Linked DNA regions of Sus scrofa: regions 1 and 2 are each linked to region 3. A link is a contact called in public Hi-C and HiChIP or PLAC-seq data. All regions are on one chromosome and are shown on one strand. The core of a region is the stretch at or near the end of the contact, and the rest is flanking DNA. Distances in the headings are between cores, read along the strand shown. Region 1 holds the start of CEP63 (centrosomal protein of 63 kDa). Region 2 has its middle 17 kb from the start of ANAPC13. Region 3 overlaps LOC106505688 (a long non-coding RNA gene).

The links. A called contact is a pair of places that touch in the nucleus more often than the background predicts. HiChIP or PLAC-seq counts read pairs in DNA pulled down with a chosen protein or histone mark.
Region 1: a Hi-C map of skeletal muscle shows a contact between it and region 3, with 6 times the contacts expected there. The contact joins the promoter of CEP63 here to the enhancer-like site in region 3. A contact is called at or near these places in 5 of 5 promoter capture datasets (fetal liver, fetal skeletal muscle, liver and 1 more), 34 of 47 Hi-C or Micro-C datasets (adipose tissue, alveolar macrophages, blood and 16 more) and 2 of 2 datasets of contacts at active chromatin or transcription factors (alveolar macrophages and skeletal muscle).
Region 2: a contact with region 3 is called in an H3K27ac HiChIP or PLAC-seq map of skeletal muscle. The contact joins two enhancer-like sites. A contact is called at or near these places in 2 of 5 promoter capture datasets (fetal skeletal muscle and skeletal muscle), 21 of 47 Hi-C or Micro-C datasets (alveolar macrophages, brain, embryonic fibroblasts and 11 more) and 1 of 2 datasets of contacts at active chromatin or transcription factors (skeletal muscle).

What each region holds. Positions count from the first base shown.
Region 1 is chr13:75,604,197-75,606,896 of Sscrofa11.1, forward strand. CEP63 (centrosomal protein of 63 kDa) reads left to right here and starts at 1,428. Exons shown (of 13, transcript XM_021069477.1): 1 at 1,428-1,510. ANAPC13 (anaphase promoting complex subunit 13) reads right to left here and starts at 819. Exons shown (of 3, transcript NM_001178070.1): 1 at 796-819; 2 at 1-91. The coding sequence starts at 64.
Region 2 is chr13:75,586,830-75,589,620 of Sscrofa11.1, forward strand. No RefSeq gene overlaps it. Among named protein-coding and RNA genes, the nearest start is that of ANAPC13, 17 kb to the right of the region's middle. Within about 2 kb of position 1,437, at least 39 of the 83 cell types and tissues checked have an H3K27ac peak or open chromatin away from gene starts, as enhancers often do. A contact at or near this core is called in skeletal muscle, where this site is marked.
Region 3 is chr13:75,442,101-75,444,800 of Sscrofa11.1, forward strand. LOC106505688 (a long non-coding RNA gene) reads right to left here. Exons shown (of 3, transcript XR_001300331.2): 2 at 232-366. Among named protein-coding and RNA genes, the nearest start is that of RYK, 53 kb to the left of the region's middle. Within about 2 kb of position 1,326, at least 10 of the 83 cell types and tissues checked have an H3K27ac peak or open chromatin away from gene starts, as enhancers often do. A contact at or near this core is called in skeletal muscle, where this site is marked.

The DNA of each region.
Region 1 (2,700 bases), core at 178-2,677, 160 kb after region 3:
CCTCTCGCCAAGCATCGTCAATCAAATCCAAGATCCTTCCATCTCTCTGTACCTCACTGTCCATTTTCCTGCAGCTTTGCTCTTGCCAGATCTGAAAGCCAAAGAGGTTATTTCTTAAGCATGAGGAGATGATGTAATCTAGCACTAGGGGTTCTCCAAGCTTTTTAGCCTGGATGTGTCTTTTGGCATGATATCACTTTGGGAAAGACTCATCTCATCCGGGTCAGGTTATTTACAAGATCACAGTCCCTTCCAGCTGATTTTCCCAGTCACACACAGATCCCACCTTTCTGTAAGGGTTTCTCAGATCACTCCAGCTTCAGCCCACATCCTGCCCTTGATCTACCTTTTGTCCTTATGATCTACTAACCAAGTCAGGTCGACTTTGTGACCAACTGCTCAGGTATTACTGCTTCCAATTGCTGTGTGTAGTAAAATTTTTTGTCAGTGACTCAGCACATCTTTCCTCAATTTGGCCTCAATCTTTTTTCACCTGTCCCTCTTCCGAACACCTCTAACTCTGTTATCCTTTCCAGCCTTTGCACTCAAAGTTCTTTACCCCATCACTAACACACCCATTTTTCCTTCCAAACTCAAAGCTGGCGTCAGCTCATCAGAACCAACATGCCATTTCCAGAGTTAGGCGCTAAGGTGCCTTCTCTCTTCAGGGGCTGGAAAAAAGGAAAGCACAAGACGGGCAAAGAGGGGCAATGACCAGGAAATGACTACGTCTCAAACACTTGCCTCACTCAACAGAATGAAGCATTACCACTTTCCTGAACAAAGTTTTCTTACACATACGACTGTCCCAATGCCTGGAATGCTCTGTCTTCTTCCTTTTTTCCCCAGCTAACCCCAAACTGTCCAAAAAATTTAGCTCCCAGGTCGTCTTCTGCAGGAGTCGTTCTCTAAGAGCCAGAAGAGCGCAGTCCCCGCCCCTCCGCGGGTCCCATAGTTCTCTGGGCACAGAGAATGATCCCCATCAGGATCTTGGTATATTGCCTGTCACACGGTCTTTCCAGACACGAGACGCCTGCGTTTCCCGGGGGGAGGGCAGTTTTATTCATCTCTGCTTTAGAGCTCTGTGAAACATGCAGTTACATGAGCAAAACTGGGACGCCTTTTCCCTCGCTAGAAATGACCCTCTCGGGCCACCACCGTCCATACAGGCCTGGGAGGCCGCCCCACAGCCACGGCTTCCGGCCCGAGGCGGGATATACCAAATGCGGAAGCGAGGGGGGGGGGTCCGGACAGCCAAGCAAGTTCCCCTCCTCCCCGCCCAACGTGTGGTAAGAGAAGTGGTTAGGAGGGAGAGGATGATGTGAAAACAACGACCTAAGCCAAGAGAAACGGCAGGAGTCCGAACGCGCTCCCGTATCTCCAGACCCTACATTACGTGCGCGCAAACCCTTTTACCAGCCCCAAACCCAGCGTGTCACACACCCCCGCCGACCGCGCCCTCAGCATCACGTGACCCAGACGTCCTTCACTTTCCGATCCCCGGATGTGGGTGAGCCCATTTGCCGGAGCACAGGGGGAGTTAGGGAGGACATTGTTTTAATTAAAAGTGAAGGAGCAGTGGGCAAAACGAACGTGCTGACTGCTGTGGCTGGACGTCAGGTTGGCGGTGCCGCGCGTGCGCACCCCCAGCCGTAGGTAACGGCGGGAAGGCTCGGGGAGCGCTCGCGGCAGCCCTTAACCGCATTGCGAACGTCGGACGGGCGAGGGGCGGCCGTCTCTGGGCCTGGAGGTAGCCCTGGCTGCGGTGGGGCCGCGGGCCGAGCGGCCGAATGGCCTGGGGCCTGCTTCCTCAGCCGCCCGCTGGCCTCCAGGCCCGCCCCCGCCGGCCCGGCTCCGCCCCGGCGCCCCGCCCCCCGGCCTTTTCGCTGACGCCCGGCTGACCCGCGAAGCCGGATATGGCCTCCCTCGGCGTGCGGTCCCGGCCAGCCAGGTGGTCAGCTCTTACCTAGAGACCGGGCCGGCGGGAGGGCGGCGGGGTGGGCGAGCTGCTCGTCTTCCCGGAGCGGAGTTAGCCGCGGGCCACTCTTCCACTTCAGGGGAGGGATCCTCGGCAAGGCCCTCTCGCCTGGGCTGCCTCATCTGGTTAGCTTCTTAGCATTGTTGCGACTTAGGTCATTGATGGCAGGTGATAGCGGTTCATTCACGGGTGGGAAGTTTAGCAAGTTTTAAAAAGTGAGTTGGTTAAAAACGTATTGGAGGTACAGAAATGTGGCAGAAAACATGAAGGACTCAATTGGGGAACCCTGGACTTAGGGATCCATACAAATCAGGGATGGGAAATAAATGATAAATTGAGGAAATAAAAGGTATAGGTCCTTAGAACACTTTAATCATCAAGATACTTTAAGGCGGTAAATCTAGGCTTATAATGAGGTTTTTCTTATGCTTCTTGAAACAGTAAAGATGAGTCCGCTGTCAGCGACTACTCTTCCTTTGCAATTACAGTACATTTCTTTGCACAAAGTAGTTTTCCTTGAGCCTTACAGACAGTTCCTTAAACCAGTCTTTAAGAATTTTTTCTTCTTTTAATAAAGCAGTATTGTAGGGTTAGTGCCCTGTGGTAATAGTTTCCCACATGCGTGCATTTAATTTTCTAGACATGAAGAGGAAATCAAGGATTATTAACTACATGCTACCTTCGAATATTTATATTTATACTGATCACAACTGTAGCTTAAT
Region 2 (2,791 bases), core at 187-2,686, 140 kb after region 3:
CCCAGGCTAGAGGTCTAATCGGAGTTACAGCACTGGCCTACACCACAGTCTCAGCAATGCCAGATCTCAGCCACATCTTCGAACTATACCACAGCTCACGGCAACACCAGATCCTTAACCCATTGAGCAAGGCCAGGGATGGAACCCACAACCTCATGGTTCCTGGTCAGATTCATTTCCGCTGTGCCATGATGGGAACTCCCCATCCACTTCTGGACTCCAAGGGTCAACCATGGGCTTGTTTATGGATTCCTGGGACATGCTGTCCAGAAGAGAACCTTGTACCAGGAGACAGGATATGGGACCAGCCCCAATTCTGCCTTGGTTTCCCTTCTGGAAAGCGTGGAGCCAGAAGGGGTGATGTCTTCATGGTTCCTTCAGTCCCAGGCTTGTTCTATCCAGGTATCCTGCCAGGCATTCTATTTCTAAAGGCCTCAGAGAGGAAAACTCTAGAGTCCATGGGTCCTTTTTCTTTTTTTAAATTGAAGTATAGTTGATTTATGTTCAGGCGTACAGCAAAGTGACTCAAATATACATATGTTCATTTTCAGATTCTTTTCCATTGTAGGTAATTACAAGATGTTGAATACAGTTCCTTGAGCTATTATACTGCAGGTCCTTCTTATTTATCTACTTCATAGGTTTTTTTCTTTAATTTTTCTGCCTATCAATTCCAAAATTTTCTCCTTCCCATCACACAGATCTTTTCCCATTCAGTCAAGACCCACTTCTTCAGCCACAAACAGCTGGCATTTGCACAGTAAGCCATGTAGAAAAGTTTACCCCTCTTCTTCATAAATGCTGACTACCTTAAGTATTCACTTCTTTCCAAATCAAGATGGCAGGTACGATGGCCTCACGCAGCAAGGGCAGGCCTGGGCTGAGGCAGACAGCCCCTGAGATCTTGGTTCTCTGAATTTCTCCCCCTCCCATGTGGAAAGTGGGGACCTGGCCACACTGGCTGCATGGCAGTTTTGAGGCTGAGTTGAGCCATCCTTAGGCTCTGTGATTTTGCTGCATCTCCTCTCCCTCTGGGGGGCAAGGACAGGGATCTTGCTGTGCAGACACCCCTCAGTAGTGGCTTTCGACCCTGTGGAGTCTTGGTGGAATGCTGCAGGCTATAAATAATGAAAAGAATATGGTGAAAATAGAGTCTGGCTCCTTGTGATTCCACTGGGATGCTGGATAGGGAGCGTTTACTCGGAGCACTGCAGCGGCTCCCTCCTGTCTTTCCCCCATCCTGGGTTAAAAACAAACACAAAAACTTTCCCGAACTTTCCCATTCCTCCGTGGCCTGGCTGTGAAGGCTGAAATTCCAACCCGTGTTTGTTGTCACCGGCGGGCCCGTTTCCATGGTTACCCAGATTCCGGGCGCTGGCCCAGGGCCCACCGCAACCCATCCCTCCAAGTCTCCTTGGCAGAGGAGAAACATTCCTTCTCGCTGCGGAACGACAAGCCGAAAGAAGGTGCTCTCCTTCTCCCGCAGCCCCCCTCACCCCCTCCCGAGTGATGTGCTGATGTGCGTGTTCTAGGTAGTTCTGTTCCGCATCAGTTTGGGGGGGGGCGGTAAGTGCGATGTAACGATTTCCTCCATTTCTCTTTTCCTCATCTAAACTGAGGAATTGCTTTCTTACACTGAACATTCCACCCTTGGCAAACACTCCAGATGGTTCTCATTAAAATTCCAATTCCTTTTTTTTGCAATTCCTTTTTTTCCCCTCATTCCCCTCATACTCCTGTCTCCAAAACAAACACCAGGTGGAGGGCTGATGAGAGGTTCCATGGCCATGAAGGAGCTCCAGCTCCTCTTCTTACCAATGGCCACTTCTGCCCTTCATGGGGCTGGAATTAATACATACCCAGGGATGGCATACTTCATGTTAAAAGTGCCCTTGGCCATGGGCTTTCTGCCTTTGTAGGAAGAGAGGCAGAGAGAAGCTAGGTCCCTGCTCCCGGGGATTCCCTGCCTGGACTGTGCCTGCTGAGGGTCTGGGGAGGGGGCTGCCGACCACCCCAGTTAGTGCATGTGGAGGCCTCTGGAGTCTCCTGGAGACACTGGCCATAGGAGTGAGGCATGATCTAAGGAGCCAGAGGGAAAGATCGCCAATGCTTTTTGGCCGTAATTGCAGCTGAGCGGGCCACAGGCATTGCTCCCACATCTGGAAAAATTTGCTTGCTTAGGAAAAGTGTGCATGTGTCCCAGGATATGTATTTGATGTGTTTTTATTTCCAACTTTATGAGAAAAAATTTAAAATACAGGGAAGGTGAAAGACTAATAGGAATACCCATATCCCTCCACCAACATTCAACAAGTGTTACATTTTGTCTTATTTACCTTCTCTCTTTCTCTCTTTCTAGCTAGATGCACAGATGATGATAGATGGATCAATCTCTACGTCAAAATTGTGGCGATTGAAAGTTGGAATGTTTCCCTTGTGATGTTTGATAATCTTTTAATTTATGTATTATAATTATGTAATATAGGGGTACATTCTTATTGTAAAATATTCATATATTTGAATAATACAGAGGATTAGAGAGAAGCAAAAGCTCTGCACTGTCCCCCTCAGCCTGCCTCCCCATCCTTGAGGGTAGCTCGGTTTGCGTCCTTCCCGACTTTTGTCTGATTTTTGCAGACATAGGAATGTTTAAATAGAAACATATGCTTTTGTTACATGTATTTTTAAACACAAATGAGATCATACTATGCATGTTCTTTTGCAGTTTGTCCTTCACTTGAAAACATGTCTGAGCGCTTGGAGCCTCATTCTTAAACTACTGCGGAGGAGT
Region 3 (2,700 bases), core at 76-2,575:
AACTCCTTGATATACTTCAATTTAATGAACTGTGGAAGGACTGAGAGTCTCAGAAGGGCCCACTGGGGCTTGGCAGCTCTCTTTGGAACACCAGCCCCTCCTTCTTTCTCCATCAGCACACCCTTCTGTGGGTGGTGAGGGGGACTCTCAGAGGTTGCTAGATTTGAACAGAACCAAATTTTAATTGAATGAAGCCCCAGAGGTGGGGTAGGAGTGATTGAGAGACTGTACCTCAGACATCTTCCTGGCTTCATCTGTGCAGGCAAGAGCTGGGTGTTGATGCATCCCTGGCAGGCCACCTGAGCTAAGGAATCCTCACTCTGCCTGGGCCTGGCTGGTGCACTTCCCCGGATTCTGTCCTGATGGCTGCAGGGAATACAATCGTTAGTCCCCAGGCCATCAGTCTAAACTGGCCTCCCCACATGCCTGTTGTTTAGTTCCGATCTCTCTTTGAAAGTGTCTTGTGATAGTGTCTTCCATTTACCCTGAATAGCATACAGCAGGTGATCACTAAGCATTGTGTGAATAATAATCCCCCACCCTCTTCCCAGAGTTGAGCTTTGGAGTGTGATTAGAAGAATGGGTGACCCTGGCTTCCCTTTGGTCCCCACTGCTCACCTCTGGGGTGGGTGCAATGAGTGTGATCCAGAGCTCTCTGCCTTTCCGTTGTGGCTGTGCTCATGCTCGTGCACACTCCCGGGCTCATGCTCACCCTGTCCAGGACACATTCACTGCTCATCTGTGTCTCTCTAGCACAGAAACGTGAGAGTTTCTGCTCAGGATTTCCCACTCTCTCTGGGACTACCCCTCAGAGGTATTTTCCAGGTGCTTTTATTTTTTTTATTTTTTGGCCACCCTGGAGCATATGGAGTTCTCAGGCCAGGGATCAGATCTGAGCCACAGCTGTGCCCTGCACTGTAGCTGTGGCAATGCCAGTTCCTTAACCCACTGTGATGGGCCAGGGATCAAATTTGTGCCCTAGTGGTCCAGAGACACCGCTGATCCTGTTATTGCACAGCGGGAAATCCTCCAGGTGCTTTTAGATGTTGAGAAGCCCCAATATTCATCATCATGACCATCATAGCTGTTCTTCCTTTGTGCTCAGCACTCTTCACAACATTTCACTCAACATCTCATTGACTCCTGGCAACACTCTAAGACTCAGAGATGGTAATTTGCCTGGGGTCACACAGATGGGCCCAGATAGGAAGCCAGGTCTATCCTACCCATGTCTGTGTAACCAGCACTCGAACTCCCAAACTGGGTTTCATTCAGCAAATGTTACAGCACAAAGGATGTGTGTCTCAGCCACCAGGGGCCGCTGTTTCCCCACACTCTGGACAGGAACCTGGCCGCTGTCCCCCCACTGACTAAGGTTGACCCCTAGGGAACACAGCCTGAGCTGAACTTGTGAGCCCAAGGGAGTCCCGCAAATTCTAGGGGGCCTGCCCCATCTTACCACAGCCCTCAGCACAGCCTTCAGCCTGCCTACCCTCCAAACAAACAAAAGGGAGCACGGAAAGTTGGCCACTGCAGATGTCAAAGTATAAGCCTGTTTCTTGTGCTATGTCAGAATTTTTGCCTGTCTCATTTTGGGGGCCTAGCCAACTGTCAGGTCCCCCCCCCTTTTTTTGTCTTTTTGCCATTTCTTGGGCTGCTCCCGTGGCATATGGAGGTTCCCAGGCTAGGGGTCTAATTGGCCAGAGCCATAGCAACGTGGGATCGAGCCACATCTGCAACCTACACCACAGCTCACGGCAACGCCAGATCCTTAACCCACTGAGTAAGGCCAGCGATCGAACCCGCAACCTCATGGTTCCTAGTCGGATTCATTAACCACTGCACCACGACGGGAAATCTGGGTCCCCTTCTTGAATGAGGAAGGCCACTTTCAGAGGTGTAGGCCCCCCCCCGGGGGGGGTGGATATCGTTAGACCACTGGTCTCCAAACTGGGTATGTGAGATGATCTCTTGGAGGTAGTAAAGAAAAATACTAGAATTTTTATTCTGCATTAACTTATATTTTTAATCTACAAGTAAGAATGCAGCTTCACTAATATTTGATGGCCAAATTGGTGGTGACTCACTGGAATGGATGTCAAATAGCCCTGTGTCAATAAGGCCTATGTGACAGGATTTGTGTGTCCTTGTTGGGATGGGCTTATGGAGTGTATTATGTACTTTACCTAACCTAATCCTTATAGCACAAACAAGTTGCTTTTTTAGGAATTCCCACGGGTGTTCCCATGTGGCACAGTGGGATAATGATCCAGCTTGTCTCTGTGGAGGCTCCGGTTCCATCCCCGGCCCAGCGCAATGGGTTTAGGATCCAGCGCTGCTGCAGCTGTGGTATAAGTTGCAAGTCCAGCTCAGATTCAATCCCTGGCCTAGGGAACTTTCATGTGCTGCAGAAGCAGCTAAAAAAGGAAAAAAGGAAAAGAATTCCCTATGAAGAACCAGGGTCTGAAGGTCACACAGACAGTATCTCACAAGTGACCAGAGAAAGAGAAATGATTGAGTGGTCACCCCACACCTCATACAAGCTCTTAGCTGCTCAGGACATAAAAACAATGAGAGTCTATTCCGAATTGATAAGACTCCGGTCTCCCAAACTCAAACCTCTCAAAAGCATTTGAAGTTCTATCAAATGTTTATGGTGAGCTCTGTTATAATAATAAACACCACTGGGCCTTGAGATCA